Regions from separate parts of the Mus musculus genome. Here region 2 is linked to region 1. Evidence: chromatin contacts called from public HiChIP or PLAC-seq data. All regions are on one chromosome and are shown on one strand. Each heading gives the region's core, a stretch centred on a gene start, on an enhancer-like site or on the middle of the called end of the contact. The rest is flanking DNA. Distances are from core to core; before and after follow the strand shown. Region 1 overlaps Bin3 (bridging integrator 3). Region 2 overlaps Slc39a14 (solute carrier family 39 (zinc transporter), member 14).

The links. HiChIP or PLAC-seq counts read pairs in DNA pulled down with a chosen protein or histone mark.
Region 2: a FOXA1 HiChIP or PLAC-seq map of pancreatic cancer cells shows a contact between it and region 1. The contact joins two enhancer-like sites. A contact is called at or near these places in 3 of 39 promoter capture datasets (the C10 cell line, cranial neural crest and frontonasal cranial neural crest), 1 of 115 datasets of contacts at active chromatin or transcription factors (pancreatic cancer cells) and 1 of 9 other capture datasets (adipose tissue).

What each region holds. Positions count from the first base shown.
Region 1 is chr14:70,104,968-70,107,893 of GRCm38.p6, forward strand. The region is part of intron 1 of Bin3 (bridging integrator 3); the gene reads left to right. Among named protein-coding and RNA genes, the nearest start is that of Bin3, 6.3 kb to the left of the region's middle. Within about 2 kb of position 1,589, at least 152 of the 459 cell types and tissues checked have an H3K27ac peak or open chromatin away from gene starts, as enhancers often do. A contact at or near this core is called in pancreatic cancer cells, where this site is marked.
Region 2 is chr14:70,332,101-70,334,855 of GRCm38.p6, forward strand. All of the region lies in intron 1 of Slc39a14 (solute carrier family 39 (zinc transporter), member 14), which reads right to left. Among named protein-coding and RNA genes, the nearest start is that of Slc39a14, 18 kb to the right of the region's middle. Within about 2 kb of position 1,346, at least 184 of the 459 cell types and tissues checked have an H3K27ac peak or open chromatin away from gene starts, as enhancers often do. A contact at or near this core is called in pancreatic cancer cells, where this site is marked.

The DNA of each region.
Region 1 (2,926 bases), core at 339-2,838:
ACATGAACATGCCTCGGAAGTCTACAGCTGAGTGTGAAAGCTGGTATCTCAGTGACATTGTGCTGAGAGTGAAAGCTGGTGTCTCAGTGACATTGTGCTGAGAGTGAAAGCTGGTGTCTCAGTGACATTGTGCTGAGAGTGAAAGCTGGTGTCTCAGTGACATTGTGCTGAGTGTGAAAGCTGGTATCTCAGTGACATTGTGCTGCTCAGGTAAAGGCTAGACCAGGAAAATGACTCTAGGGTTTGCTTATGGACACGTGTAGTGAAAATATGAGGAGAATAAGAAATCAGCGGGGTGGTGATGGCACACGCCTTTAATCCCAGCGCTTGGGAGGAAGGGGGGGAGGTGTCTGTGAGTTAGAGGCCAGCCTGGTCCACAGAGCAAGTTCCAGGACAGCCAGGACTACACAGAGAAACTCTGGGGGTTGGGGAGGAGGGAGGGAGGGAGGTGAGTCCTAGGATAACAAAAAAGGACAGGACTCAGTCTTGGGGCTCCAGCAGCATCTGTAAAGTTGGACACCCACCCTCTCCTGTCTTCAGGTCTTGCTGATGGACTAGGATGAGAGTAGACGGTCACCCATCTGTCAAGCACGAGAAGGTTCTCAGAAGTCATCACCAAGCACCTTGAATTTCCTATCTACTCTTTTCCTGGCTTTTAAACACATACCAGCCTCCAAGTTGCTAGCACAAATCCTCACACTGTTTAGGGAGAAATCCCCTCTGTGTTGTAAACTGGGGTGTAGCTTGGCCCTGGATGTGGTACAGTCTGCTATAGACTTGCTTCAAGAACAGCACAGAAGTCTTCTGTCCACTCCCCCCCGCCTCCCTGTGTAACTTCTGTCACTTTGCAGCTCTCCCTCTAGGCCTCAGTTTGGTCTTCATCACAGTACCATTGCCACCACCATCGCAGCAAAACTCTCCAGACCTAACTTACCACATGTCAGGAGCTGTTTCAAGCATTAGACTTACTCAACACCTCAGCAGCCTATAGGCTAAGCAGACGTTTACCCTATCTTACAGGTAAGGAAACTGAGGAAGTTGAGGTGACTTGTGTGAATGTCACAGATGGTGGTGAGCACAGCCAGGATCTGAACCCCAGCGTTCTGACACCTGACCTCCCCCCCCCCCCAGTGCCATCCCTGTGAAGTACAGAGTCTGGCCATAGTAGATGCTTAATAAATGCTCACTTTAATTCAGCGGCGCCCTTGTTTACATGACCTAACACCATGTGGTTCACTCTGTCTCCCCTTGAGAGGACAGCTTGGGGGACAGCGGGAAGGAGGGATCATAGATGAGCCGATGGATTGTCCTGGTCCCACATACAAGTCGGCCAAGTCACAGAGTCATGCTTTTTATTTTTAATTATTCACACACCCTCTTCAAATGAATGGCAGGTCAGGGGTCGTGTTCCAAGCTCTCTGACTTGGGATGCACTTAATTCATGTCAAGCCAGGGCAGGGGGCAGTGGTCATAGGTAACTGAGGTGAGTGATTTCAGCCCTGGTTGTTACCCTCTAAGGATGTCTGTCCTTCCCTTTCTCAGGCTGACCTTTCTCTGGCCTTCAGCATAGCAGCTAGAAAAGCGATCCACTGAGCACCTGTTCCAGCAGTGCCACATGACTATAAACCCTGCCTGGCCGTGACCCAGGCCTTGGGCTTCTACTTGTATGATTGTCAAAGTGGCAGGCCTTGTGGGCCTTAGACCAGAGCAGGCAGGACTCCAAAGAAGATGGGGGCAGAGCCAGTCCTAGGCTGGAGAAGCTGCTGTCTCCCGCCCACCTTCCTCTCCTGCCGAGACAGTGACTCAGGCCCAGACCACTCCCTGGGGAGCCAGGGTTTCAGCCACTATCAACCACCGCCCACTCTTGCTCAGACCTCCTTCCCTCTCACCCCCACCCCAGCTCTGGGAGTCTCTTGCCCAGCTGGAGATATCCAGAGACGCAGAAAGGGGGAGCCTAAATCATTCTGGGGTTCTCTCTACCCACAGGCCTAGATTCCTATTTACCAGAAACATATTTTGGGAAGGCAGGTGAAGCCGAGAGCGAGGAGCTTACAGAGCTTTGAACTCCCAACCATTGTGTATGTGAGTGCAGGGGATGCTCCCAAGAAGGCAGGACTTGAGTGATGTGCTGGGGTGACTCAGGGGATCCCCACCCAGCCACCATCTGGGTCAGCCTCTTATCTCTGTCCCTGCAGTAGGGGCGGGTGAGGAAACAAAAGATTGAGAAACCTAGCAAATTGAGAATGCAAATAGCCGATTTGTAAATAGATGTTACACAAGAGCAGGAACTTTTTTGGAAGGTTTTACTGAGACAGACAGAATTAGCCAACTGCCATCATGCTGCTAATAGAGATATTTACTGTTTGAAAGGAGTATATTTGTAGCTTCGGAGAACATCCTGTTGACTTTTCTTTATTGTGAAAAAAAAAAAAATAGAATCCTTTCCCTTCTGTACACTCGGAACTTGTTTTTTGTTTTCTTTCTGTCCGAGGTGAGGCATGTTGGAGGTTGTGGACTGTTTTCACCATTTTGTTACTGAGACCAAAATATCCCTTCCCCTGACCTCTGGTGCTTATGTTTATAGAGTGACCAGCAGAACTGAGAAGTGCCCGCCGGTTGAGAGAGGGAACTATAAACCTCTTGATTGCTTCCAGAACATTGCTTCTGGGTAGCAAACCCTACTTTCTCTCTGGGCTACTGCTTGTCCCCAGGAAGGGGGGTGGGGAACAGGATAAAAGCCGGGTCAGGAGGGACAACTCATATGCTGCCACCTCCCAGAGTAGCAGCTCCTCCTAGCCTGACTTCCACTGGGAAGGACGGAGAACAGAGAGCCTGGTGAAGTGTAGCGAGCCTACAGCTTCTTTCCTCTTGTCCCCCTCCTTGCCACCTCCCTCTGCCCACTGAGAGTATGTCCCATATCAGTGCC
Region 2 (2,755 bases), core at 96-2,595, 230 kb after region 1:
ACCCTTAGTAGGCTGAACCATAATTTATTTTCCAAATGAAGTGCATAATACACAGGACAGGACCACTAAGAGTAAGCTACCAATTCCATTAACAGACATCAGGGAACAAGTGAGTGTGTGCCCTCCCACCACCACAGACAAATGTTGGAAAACAGAACAATCAACCTGGTGTCAGAGGTGGCCAAGAGAGCTCCCCTAAAGGAAAGTTCAGACCCCTAGAACATGTAAAAACAAGCTAGTGGAGGGGGTGGGGGGATGGAACACTCTATCCATAGAAACTAGTAGAGAGGGAACATCTACTTGAAGTCCACAGTGACTAAGACACACAAGAAATCACACAGGGGATAGCATTAGAGGCTACAGACAACAGGCCTTGAAAGGTTCAAGAAAACATATGGTTCAATTGTGGTGCAAATCAAACCCAGCCTCAAACACTGGAGGCAAGTGTGCCGCCATTGAGGTAACCCCCTGGTACCTACTTCTGTTTGTTTGTTTGTTTGTTTGTTTGTTTGTTTGATTGATTGATTGATTGATTGATTTGTTTATTTGTAGTCGAACACTACAGTTCAGGTTGGCTTGGAACTCACTAGGTAGCCTAGGCCAACCTAAAACTCCTGGCAATCCTCCTGCCACAACTAACCAAAGAGCTGGGAGTACAGGCATGAGCTACTAGGCCTGGCATTTGCATTCTTGGCTGCATCCTGGAGAATGAACGGGCAGGGAGGCAGGCAGATGAGGAGCAGGAGATTAAACAGCAGCAGGCTCTCACAGACAGACATCCAAGTGAAAACAGAGAACCAGTTGGGTCTTAAGGGCAAGAGTTCTTTGTGTTGGACTCAGGCTCAACCGCAACCCAGGCTGGATTATGCAGACCTCAGAATTCTGCAAGCAGAATTAGAAAAGAGACCACCCCAACATTCAGGCTAAGACACATCTGCTCAACATTCCTGCTTCAGTGGGCAGGTAATTTAAGAAATGTGTACTTTAGCTTTGCAGTAAAACATACCCCAAGGGCCTTTGGCTACACTGCTTGGTGAATGGCCGAGACTATCCGCCCCAGCGCCCCTTCTCCCCCAGCCCTTCCAGTCCTCTTGCAAGCCAGTTCAAGCCCAAGACCTCCTCAAAGGCTCTAGCTGGCCAGTCTCCATGAGACACCCTGGCATAGGCCACTATTTGAAGGAAGTCATTCTTTATGTGTACAATCTTCAGGTTCACCTGAGAACCTGCTGGAAGGGCAAATTCTCTGTACCTCCAGGCAAACCAGAAACCAGGTTGGCCCAGGACTGTGGGTTTTACTTGGGAGCTCTGGCAATGTTCCTGCACACTAAAGCCTGAGGCTTGCCACTCCACTTCCATGAAAACCAAAGGGGCAATAAAAGGGACCACGTGGCTCTTTCTACCAGTATCTAACCTTCCTGACTGATCACTACTTCCTGCAGGGCACCTGGACACCCTGCACTCATGAAAAAAGAGGATTACTAAAAAACAAACAAACAAACAAAAAGTAAAGAAAAATAAACACCTATTTCCAAGTTGGGGAAGCAGGCAGCAGAAGGGACAGACAGAAATGACACCAATCCTAAACCTTCTCCTCTTACATAGCATGCTCTTTGGCCAAGGGTACATACAGCCAGTCAGTGAGTCACTGATTACTAAGCTGCAAGGCTTTCCCACATCCTCTGCCTTCTCACTGTGTGACCACAAACCGGAGCATCTTGCTTCCTGAGGTCCCAACCCAGCCTACTGACCCTAACTCAGCTTTAGCCACTAGGACTCTTCCTCCTCGTTTCCTTGCCTGACTTCCTCTCTCACTCACACACACACACACACACACACACACACACACACACACACACACACTCCGCCACCGCCGCCCGCCACCCATGTCACCCCTGCACCTTCTTATCCCCATCACTCTGGACTCAAAATCGTGCCGGAGCTGGCAGAGAGCTAGCATGTACATGCTCACCCAGCTCTAAGGTGAGGAGGGTCCAGGAGAGGAACGAGGAGGTCCTTCAGAAATAGGTCTCCACTCCATTTTGGTCCTCCCCAGCACTGCCTCACCCAACCCAGGCCCATTCTTTCCTTCCTCTTTGTCTCAGGGTCCAGGCACTTAGAATGACAGACAGGCTTACATTTTAATCAGGTTAACTGCCTTGATTGTTTCTTAACAGGGGGGGTGTTTGGCACAGCCTTCTGTTATAACCCTTCCCTCCCCAGGCATTTCTATAAGGCCTAGGGACTTCATCATGGAAGCGCATTGGGTAAGGCTATCAGGGACAAGAGAAGCAGCACAGGAGCATCTTCTAGAAGCTCCCTGTGTTGAAAGGGGCAAGGGGAGATGGTGAAGGCCCCAGCATCTTCCTGATTTGCCCATCTCCGTCCTGGCCTGACCACTGCAGAGAAGTTGAGAAGTTCAAGCACAGATGGATTCCTACCTCGAAGCCAAGCAGGCTTCTGGTTCATCCCACACAGAGCCACAGATCGGCACATGCCGTATAGATCGAGGCCACATGAGCAAACCTGCTGACACACTGCCATCTCCAGGCAATATGTGCAAAACTGAGTTCCCCAGCACTCCCTCCCCAGCCTCTCACAAACTGCCTGCCTATTAAAAAAGGATCAACATTCTAGCCAGACTTAAAGGCTTACTCTTTCCAGCTAACACGAACCCTAGCTCCAATCTGGGAAACTTTCAGATACAGAGATGAAAGAAACAGACATGAAGATAGTTCTAGGTGCTGGAGAGACAGCC